Regions from separate parts of the Arachis hypogaea genome. Here region 1 is linked to region 2. Evidence: chromatin contacts called from public Hi-C data. All regions are on one chromosome and are shown on one strand. Each heading gives the region's core, a stretch centred on a gene start, on an enhancer-like site or on the middle of the called end of the contact. The rest is flanking DNA. Distances are from core to core; before and after follow the strand shown. Region 1 has its middle 16 kb from the start of LOC112704440. Region 2 holds the start of LOC112703313 (phosphoglycerate mutase-like protein).

Evidence for each region. A called contact is a pair of places that touch in the nucleus more often than the background predicts.
Region 1: a Hi-C map of leaf shows a contact between it and region 2, with 3 times the contacts expected there. The contact joins the enhancer-like site here to the promoter of LOC112703313 in region 2. A contact is called at or near these places in 4 of 8 Hi-C or Micro-C datasets (leaf and an unstated tissue).

What each region holds. Positions count from the first base shown.
Region 1 is chr7:66,888,947-66,894,374 of arahy.Tifrunner.gnm2.J5K5, forward strand. No RefSeq gene overlaps it. Among protein-coding and RNA genes, the nearest start is that of LOC112704440, 16 kb to the left of the region's middle. Within about 2 kb of position 1,520, at least 2 of the 3 cell types and tissues checked have open chromatin away from gene starts, as enhancers often do.
Region 2 is chr7:66,647,565-66,653,146 of arahy.Tifrunner.gnm2.J5K5, forward strand. LOC112703313 (phosphoglycerate mutase-like protein) reads right to left here and starts at 1,859. Exons shown (of 11, transcript XR_011864103.1): 1 at 1,608-1,859; 2 at 700-764; 3 at 200-307.

The DNA of each region.
Region 1 (5,428 bases), core at 270-2,769, 240 kb after region 2:
ATAGTATTAAATTTTAAAAACTATTTTATTAAACATATATACTTATTGTGCTAATTAAAAATTATTTTTAATTTAATTTATCAAATATAAATATTATAATTTTTAAAAAATTATTTTTTAAAGTTAGTTTTTATAAACTTTTGAAAAATAAGAATTTTATCAAATTAAATTAAAACCAGTTTAAAGCAGCCTATAATTATTAATATTACATATTTCAGTGACAATGCAAAACATTAATATGCAAAATACCCACATCCACATGCCTCTTCTATTAGGATTTTCCACATTGAAGCATTAAAGGCTCAGTCTTAGTCATCACATCTTATTAGTTTCAATATCAATTTTAATTAATTCAATATTTGTTTATTTGTTCAACATCCTCAATCGCGCATTATATTTTCATATCTCTTCTATTACATTCATTAGCAATTTCTTTTTTATTTCTTTTTTTACATCCCGTAACTTCAAAATCATCAGCAGAAAGTAGCCAAAGGGGACGGTAATAATTAAGGAACTTTTATAGCAATAACATTCGAATATTCTTAATAGTAACATCTAAAACTACTCAAGTATATAAAATATGCAATATACTAATACTATCACAAAACAGGATTTAGACACAATTTTTACTACGAATACTACACTGGCAAAATTACATGAGGGTCTCAAATTTGTCACAAAAAAACTCTTATTGTGGCTAGAATTTGACAAATCATAAAAGCAATGCCCAGCCACGATACTTTTTCGTGGCTATTTTATTTTAGCCACAGATTTTTCAAACAAATTAAAGATCGTGTTTGTTATAGTGTAGCACGATATGAGTATGTAAGGTATGTATGATGAAAATTCTAAAATATATAATAATGTCATCCAAAAAATTACTTAAAAAGTTTTACCCAAGTTATAATACTAGTACATGTGATGATCATAGAAAGTATAAACATCTTTTGAATGCAAAAGCTGAAAATGTAATTTTTGATGTGATCGAGGATAATGAATTAAGAAAAATATTACAAAATACTTAATGATCAGAGTTTAAAATAAGAAGTAACTTTTTTTTTTGAAATTAAAGTGGTGTCTATACGCATCAGGTTATGTAAATAGAATGTTAGACACTCTATTTATTAATTGAAAAAGTGTAGATAATAATTTTGAGTCAATAAAAACTAAAAATTATTTTGAAAAAGTGTAGATAATAATTGAAAAAGTGTCCTATGAACTCGTCTAACATAAAAATTAAAAAAAAAAAATCATTTTGAGTCAATAAAAAATAGAACTTTGTAGTATAATTTTATGAAAGAAATAATTGAGCCAACCTACTAGGATTGGAATGCTTTTTTGATGGTTCAAGCCTGGCTTATATATAAGTAGTTTTTTTTTTTTGGTAATTTATAAGTAGGCTTTTGTATTTGTCCAAATCTACTAATTATATTTTAAAGGTCAAACCTAATTAGGCTCAATGCAAGTTCAAAGCCCTTAATGGGCTACGTGAATTTGTCACACCCCTATTCAAGGAAGGCATTAGAACAAAATGAAGAGGTTTTGGGCCTATCTTTGTTTAGAAGGACTTTTTTGTCTTTTTGACTAGAACCACACGGAGGACCCAAATTCTACTTCAAAGATATTTGTTTTGGTCCATTTACTAAATATTTTTCCAACCTATTCCCCTCTCAACCATTTAGGGATACTAAATTGACAAAAACGTCTCTAATTATTAGTGACACATAATTTATTTAGCTTAATATAATTATACTTTTACTTTTCAAATAAATTTGACTCTATATTTTTCAGTGAATCCTTTAATTGCTCTAAAAATTACGACAAATTGAATTAAATCAGACGGCTTAAACCCTCTCAATTTAATTTAAACCAAAAAAAAAAGAAGTTAATAACATTCCGTTCTTACATTAAACGGTGATTTGAATGGTAGCTAAAGATAGGAGTCCACCTCGAGAAACTCTATTACCATTCCCCATTCTGAGAGATAAATCAGGATTTTTTATTTAAATAAATAAAATAAAAGCATTAATTACCGAAATAAATAAATTTAAAAATATTTATTGATTTACATTGTTTACGTATTTTGTTTACAATGTAAACGAGATATGATCGAACGGCGCCTATAAGTATAAGTCGTTTATAGCCTGTTTCTGGACACCACTTTGATCTAATCAAACTTTTTCTCCCCTCTTTTAACCGTTTCCTACCATATTTGAATTCGATATGGTAATGGCATGCCAGGCGGGGCACGATGGGAACATCAACATACTAAATGAGACCTCCCATTATGCGGGGGCAGCCGACTTTGAGGTTAGTCGCGTTATGTTCGGTTAATCTAAGTATGTGGACATTGTTAGGGTGGTCTCGTAGTGACAAACACTGAGTAAAATGTTTTAGGGGTTGGACTGTATGATGAATTTAGAATAGTATTTGCTTGTGTAAGATTTGTTTGACTTAATTAGGATTTACTTACCAACATAAGTAATTTAGAGATAGCTGTAGAGTAGACACATGGTAGTATGTTCCTAAGTAGTAATAGTACTTTGTTCTTAAGTAAAGTAGAAAAATGTATTATTATCTCTTTATAGGTTAAAAACTTATTTTTGCATTCTGCAGAGGCCTCGCCTTCTGTTGCCCCGACGAGTCAGCCACACCCTTCCTCCACCGAACGCCATCGTCCCGTATCTGGCTGAGGCCGAATTCGGCGACACAGTGCCGCTTAGGGACTTCACATTTGATAATTTCCTGATTTCGGCACTCGTGGAGCGATGGCGTCCGGAGACGCACACGTTTCATCTCCCGTGGGGTGAGGTGACTATCACCCTATAGGATGTGGCGTACGACCTGGGCCTATGTGCACACGAGAACCCCGTTGGGGGGTGCCTGCGTGACTTTGGTAGGTGGTACAACATGGAGACGTGGGCCATGGTGGAGCAGCTCCTTGGTGCCAGTCCTCTGGTGGCGGCACAACAGGCGGTGCAGATGAAGGAATCGTTCACGCTGAAGCTGGTTTGGTTGCGTGATCGTGTTCGCCAGATACCCCCGACCGACGATCTTGAGACCCTCCGACAGTATGTCTGATGCTACATTATGTTACTGATCGGAGGGTATCTGTTGACAGACAAGTCCAACAACATGGTGCGCGTACGGTGGCTACTACTTCTCTGGGACTTCGCGGAGTGCAGGACGTTATCATGGGGCTCTGGTGTGCTGGCTTGGACTTACCAGTCACTCTGTTTGGTGGCACAACGTGGCATTACAGACATCGCTAGTTGCACTCCGCTGCTGATGAGTTGGATTTACCAGAGATTTTCTCAGTGGTGTCCACCAAATAGAGGAGTCTACCAGTACCCACTAGCTACGAGGTAACCAAATATTACTTTTTCATTTCGCTTTAAACATTGTTGTTAATTTGCATGGTTTGTTACTTAATGAATTGTGTATATCCTTGTTACTTTCAGGTTGGTTGGATTGCAGCAGCAAAGTAGGGATCAGCACCAGGTCAGGGTGCTGTACTATAGGGTCTCGATCGACCAGTTACGGTTCGATGAGGTTAGTCATGAAAATAAATATTTTGTTATTTCCTTCTACTTGCTGTATTGTAATACTTGTAATTTTGTTACACATTTTTTAATTCAGTTTGCATGGAGGGTGTACGATGACCTTGCGCTTCAGGCCCTGTGCCCGCATTGGTTATGTGAGGAGAAGGAGCAGGGTACATGGTTGTTGGCCGTTTCGATAGTCTGCTTTAACATTGTCCGGTTTCACCAAGTCGATCGGGTGAAACGGCAGTTCAATGGGGAGCAGCCAGTGCCAGGGATTCCAGTGAATCTTGACAGGTATGAACGTGGTTAATTTCTTCAAAGTTATACGTTGCTTATTGTTTGTTGCGCTAAAAGTGATACTATTTTATTTACTTAATGTGTTTAACAATAGGTATTTGACCACAACTGGTCATGGTGAGGATGTCTGGTGGCCGGAGCGACTCCAGCAGTGGTACGACGGTTGGAGGCAGAGGTTCGAGCCTGGTCCCAGGATTACCGTGCACCATACATTCGACACTAGACCGACCGGTAAGTACTACGATTGGTGGCGTGGGACTTGCCGTGTGAGGCATCTATCTGGGCAAGAGGTTTTGGAGGAACTCAGACTGGTAGAGTTTCCCCCCAAAGTCCAGCTCACAACCAGCCAGCCGAGGGACGATCTTACCCTTCTGAGGGGCGTACCGGATCGGAGGAGACGTGCGAGGAAGGTCAGAGAGGACACTCGCCGACCAGCTAGGAGGGAGCAGAGGTAGAGAGAGCGTTGGCCAGGTGAGCCCGTCAGGAGGGAGAGGGCCAGGCCTCGACGGGCTAGGGGTGACGCAGAGTCGGAGGAGGAGGCGGAGTTCGACCATCACGAGGATGAGAGAGACGTACCAGTTCACAGTGTCGCTTCACCTATAGCACCGACTCCTCCACCTCCTACCCCTCCCTCGGGACACGGAGCATGGCATTCATCCAGTTTCGATGGGCAGTAGTCTCGCCCAGCCTGGGATACATCATCACCAGGTTGGTTTGAGGGAGGTCCATCCGGGACCCAGCAGGAGGAGGATGTTCTCCTTGACAAGATTCTGATTGACAACATTTTCCTACACACGGTGCAGCCCCCCGGTCATGGATAGGTTAGCCGAGTCATTTCGCACACGTAGGGAAGTTGGCATCACGGAGGACCATCACCCATCAGCCCCCTGCCCAGACTTCCAGTTGGATGCCACAGATATCACCGGCATCTGGCTCCTCATACAGGACCCGCCTTCGGCCAGGCAACCAGTACGCGACACCCCCTCCCATGACTATTGCATGTACCTGACCCAGTCCCAGCCTCAGGTGACCCACCGGTAGCTCCACCCACCGGTATCGTCCTCAGATGCAGCAGGATCCTCGACCAGCTCGACCTCAGCGACAGGCTCAGCCTCCCCCATGTGGCACTGGGCACAAGCGCCACTACCAGGATCCACACCAGAGATAGTGATTGTAGTATTGTCTGTACTATAGTTGCATTAAGCTTATCTATGTATTTTTGTTTATTTAGTAGTATGGTATGTACATTTGGATTATAATTGGACAATTACATTTGTGGTACCTAGTTTGTGTATATTGTTATTTATATTCGTGTTCTTATGAGCATTTACGTTTATGTTACTGTTCCATTCAAAGAAACAAACCAACACATCAGAAAGTGACGAGCTCGTCATTAAACCTTTCATTGGAAGTTACAATGTTTCACGTCCAATGTTACCACAATATTAGATAACACACTACATAAAAAAATACTAACACATGCCAACTTTGGTAAACATACAACCTTAGTACGACCTACACATCTCCCGTGGGCTGATTAGAACATCCCCTTCTAGTATGACCGTATTGCCTACATAGGCCACACC
Region 2 (5,582 bases), core at 609-3,108:
ACTCCAAATTATGGAAATTCCATGGAACCTCCACCAACACCGCCAATACAGGAAGTTTCAAACATTTATCATCACAATTGCTTCAAGGAGGAATTTTCACACAGCAAAGACCAACCGGAAATATTTGTTGACAACATGACATTATCCAAATTCAAATACGCACACACAAAAAGAAAGAAAAGAAATAAAAAATAATTACCTGCTTCCAACCAAGAGGTGTTAGTTGCGCATCAAAAAGATCCTCAGACATATATGCATCATGGTTCTTCTCTCCCTCAACATTATGAATTCCTTGGGCATGCCTAACCTATATTCAAACATGATTTAAGACATTAATGCTATAACTAGAAAGCAAAGCAAATGGTGTATGATCTCAAGAACCACAATACAAATATACAACATACTTTAGAACTCAACCTATGAACTTCTAATCACCTAAATGTATTCAGTATCAATTATCAACTAAATTTCATGCACTTCATAAAAAAAATTTGAAGACCACACAGCACGGAATTTCATTGAACAACACCAGTAATAAACACCAATCCATTTATAAAGTACCACAGCTGAGTACATTTTAAAATTTCATATATCAAACCTCCATCAGGTTGGAATTTAAAAATAAAATAAAATAAAATAAATTTCTTAGCATAAAAAAAAAAAACACAAAAGTGCTTAAAGGATAAAATTGTCACATACCAAGTGAATAGTTTTGCAACGATGCAATGGATAGAGACTTTGATCTACGGCAGCGGTACCCATACCTGTAAATAAATAATAAACTGAATTATAGAAAAAGAGACGATGAATAAAATATTAAAGCTCAAAAAGAGAACTGAAATTGCAAAAGCGTAGTAAATGGTTTCGGCATAGATACCGGCAGTTCTGCAGAGTGGCAATTATAATAACAATAATAAATTAATAATAATAATAATATAAGTAGAAAAAGCGAGAATCTAATTTTGGCATAAAACCAGCATATGCTACCGTACATATGGAATGGAATTTCAACAACAGCATCAGTGGATATAACAGTGAACACTGAACACCACATCATTTTTTTTCCCTTATCAAAATTTTTAATTCAAAATCACGTATTCAAACACAGCAAATGTTCACGAGATAAAACTTATGTTAAATCCGCGATTCTATCGTATGATTGGTAAGTTTGTGTTGAGTTTATAAAGTTAAAAATCTTGCTTCCTTAAAAGCGTAAGAAGAAGAAGAAGAAGAAGAAAGTGATCGAAATGCTAAGAAAATTGTGAATGAAGTTATGATGAGCTTTCCAAAAGTGAGGAATTATGAAATTCTAAAATATCTGATCTGAATAGAATACTTTTGGCTATTAATATCAGATCGAAAGAAGTAGCGTAATTGATAAAAGCAGCTGGATCTAAATATCTAATAGTAGTTGATATGCACTACTATTTGATCGATACCGTGGAATCAGCAACATTCGAAAATAATAATTAATAATTAGTAATTAAATACGAATAATAAATGCAGAACAATTAAAATTTAAAATATGAATTGCAACTATAGAGGAATGAATGAAAAAAACGAAAGACAAAGAAAAGGCGCGAGAGAGAGTTTGAGGTTTGACATACCAGGAGAAGAAAATTTTGATGCGAGGGAGGTGCGAGTGATCAAGGAAGGGATAGAAGGAAAGTAAGAGGGTAGTGTTTGAAAATGAGGGCAAATGTGGAATTTGGAGTCGGGGTTAATGGAACGATGGAAGGACGGTTAGGAGTTAGGAGAGTTGGCGGCTGATGCGAGTGATGGGAAGATGGAAGAGTTCGTGTTCGGTTTTGGTTGTAATGCCTTTTCCCACGTGGACAAGTTGCCAACTGCACAACGTCAGTTCGTCAAACGTGTACCGGGTTCAAGATTTGGTGTGACTCAACTCAGTTGGAATTCTTTTTCTTGAATTTAGATTTTTCATTTTTATGAAATATAATTTTTGAGTCGGATTTGTTTCATATTTTAAATAGACTTGTTCTAATGGTAATGAATCTTTTTAATTAAACATGTAAAGTCTAAAATCTGATATTTAATTCTTGAATATTGCTTTTTTATATTTTTTTTACCTTATTCGTAATATATGATGAAAAATTATATTTTATTCCTTTAAGTAAAAAAATTGACAAAATCTAATTTCTATTTTTATTAGTATTTTATATCTAAAATATATTTTTTGTCGTAAAATTAGTAATAAACTATATTTTTTTATTAAATAATATTATATTTTTTCTTTTTTTTTATTTTCTTAAACTCTTCGTATTTTTGTTTAGTGTATTTTTTTATTTTTAGTTGTGCCTGTTTTAGATTCTTCAAACATTTTTCGCTTTTTTTCATTCTTTAATTTTAAGGTCGGTATTTTTTGGGTTTTTTTTATCTATATGCGCATATGAAATACATTTATTCCCAAAATGCGCACGGTTTGAAACTCCTCCTCAAATACGCACTGCCAACTCACAAAGAACAAACACGAAATGGAAATATGAGGCATATCATGGGGGTGTCCGCGAAATAGCTTCTGGCGATTGACACAAACCATTTCAATTGCGTCAGCCACGAAATGGGTCACTTCAGCAGCACATACGAAATGGATCACCTTAGCAATGACACACACGAAATGGCCCATTTATTGTATAACGAGCACGAATTGGCCAATTCATGGGAGGCACACACGAAATGGCATTCCTCACGTGTGGTAGACACGAAATGGCTAGGCGAGCAGTGAAGGCAGCAACTCCTAATAGTTACAGTTTTCGTACGAGCATGCATTGGGTGGATTGGGTGGCAATTTATTGTACTCTTGTGGGTGAAGCAATATAAAAGGGGGTGGAGGGGAGTGGACCAATTCGAAGGGGTAGTAAACAGGAGAGAAGTAGTGGGTTTAGTGTGTAGTTGTGTATTTTGGTGGGGTAAAAAAAAAGTTTTTGTGCTGGAGGAATATTTTTTTAATTCATAAAAATGAGTGGAAGTGGAATTAATGTGGAAGAAAATCTTAATAGGTTGGATGAATTTCACATTTTTGCTCATTTACATCTGAAGGTGAGTTTTTTTAATAAATAAATAAAAATTTGTTAATGATAACAAAAAAATGTTGTAAACTGAATATTTGTTTTGATATATGTATTTCAATTTCAGCCGGTACGTGTGTTGCCTCCGCATGGCACACTAGTCGATGTTTTCTCTTCAGACGAAGCAGATCCGAGTATGGAGATTAGGAGGCAGATGCTTGAACCGTATTTAAGAAGAGCCAGATTCTGTTATGCGTCTTTAATAAAGCGTTTTGAATATGACAACCCATTGATTAGCGCTTTTGTGGAAAGATGGCGTCTTGAGACCCACACATTTCACCTCCCATGGGGTGAGTGTACTGTTACTCTGGAGGATGTTGCCATGCATTTGGGGTTACCAATTGACGGTGAGCCGGTGAGCGGCACTCTAAGGTCATGGAGTAAGTTCCACCAGAGGGATATTCGGCAATGGTGTGAGGAACTCCTCGGTGAAGTTCCTGGCAGACATGTTGGGACCATGAAGTATAACAAAAAATTGAAGTGGCTCAAGAGTATACTACAACAGATGCCTCTTGAGTCTCCCGATGACGCCCTCGTACAGTATGCATGTTGTTACGTTATGTATTTATTGGGTGGCGTTTTACTTCCTGACAAAGCGAACAACACGGTTCACGTACGTTATCTTCCTCTCCTGGCCAACTATGACGCCATTAGTACATATAGTTGGGGCAGTGCCGTGCTCTGTTGGTTGTATAGAGGCATGTTTCTAGCGACTGATTATAACGTCGAGGGAATGTCTGGCTGTCATACATTACTGATGTCTTAGATATACTTCAGGCTTCCTTTCTGGGCACCGGACGTGACGAGTCCATACACGTTTCCATTAGCTACAACGTAATATATTATATTATGTTACATAACTTCCGTATTTATGACTTGTGTTGTTATTTCATTTGCGTCAGAATTTAAATGTGGTCACGATCATGGTGTTCTTTCAAAGGTTTAGGCGGGCAAGAGAGGAAAGAATGACTACGCCGAGCAACGCTTGCAAAGGCACCGTCTGAGGTTAGCCACTTTGAAGGTGGACAAGGTAATTATTCTTGTTGTATGTTGGAGCATGAATTTTTTTTCCCCGAAAGTTCGTCTACCTGTGTAAATGACACTTGGTTTTGGTAGTTTCTGTGGATGCCGTACAGGGATGCACGTATTCTGTCGAGGGTGCCTGTGGAATTTCTTGGAGCTCCGCATAGGGATTTCTATATGGCAGTTGTGCCACTGATTTTGTTCCGCTGGATTGAGATTGTTAACATCAATAGAGTCATGCAGCAATTCGGTGGCAAACAAGGTCCTTCGAACCCTTCGTTAAATATAGACACCTTCCATCGCCAATCGGCTCGCAACGAAGATGGTTGGTAGCCCATTCGCCTCCAGACATAGTTTGAAGTGTGGGCAAACCGACAAACTGTGTCAATATCGGCTATATATTGATCGGACAGAAACCTTGCAACCAGTTGTGATTATTATAGGTGGTATTGCTCGAAGACAAAGCGGTTTTTGTCATCCCTGGATGTGTTGTACAATCCCTGAGTCTACATAGATTCTGGCTATTGCCTTCTGCTTCACTAGCCAAACCTTCTTGTAAGACACCTTGTATCTGTACGCCGGCTCCACAGATCCCTGCAACACCTTGATGCAAATGGTCGCGTTTGCCTGAACCATGGGGGAATATGTGCTGGCATATGACATTTGAATCAAGTTGAGCATAATCTTGTGACGTCGCAGACGCCAAACAACTGTGAGGCCCCTGGTATTTTCGAATTTCCCAAAATCTGGACGCCCTCGTCTTCGCAACCCTCACCATCCAGCAACATTGGTCACCAAAAAGTTTACATCGACATACATACCGAGTATGATCTGACTCCACTACTTTGAATTCTTCACTTCGACGAATGTTGTAGTTCTTAATAGCAAGCATTGCTGCATCTTTATTCAGAAATTTCAAGCGAAGCTCTAGCTCCCTTTCACCGGTCAAACCATATTTACTGGGTATGTCATCCGCATTTGTCGAGTTCATTGGACCAAGACATAAGTGCAGGTAGTGGTCGAGGGTGCTGTTCGAAAGACCTCCAACCCTTGCCACATTTATCGGTTCGACACGAGTTGGGATAACCCTGTCGCCCTCAAATGGTTGGGTTTCCGGAACAACTTCTGCTTCCTCTCTGCTATCATCCTCAATCTCGTCTTCCTCAAAGGAGTCAGCCAACCTGTTGGCCATTCCTTCCGGATATGCGACATGGACAGTGGGGGAGGGACGTCGGTCAGGAGTTTCTGCATTTTGGGTGGGGGCTACGAAGGCGTTAAAGGACGGACTGCGAGCCCTACCAAACTCCGAAAACGGAATGCCTTCACTAGCACCAGAATTTTGCATTTTCTCTACGTTATTTGAACTAGATGAGCTGCCCCCCACATCTTGGAGCTTCACACAGTTCCATCGAATAGATGCTTCTAATCCTACGATGATACGAAAACATCATCGACACGTGCTGGTCAGATTTA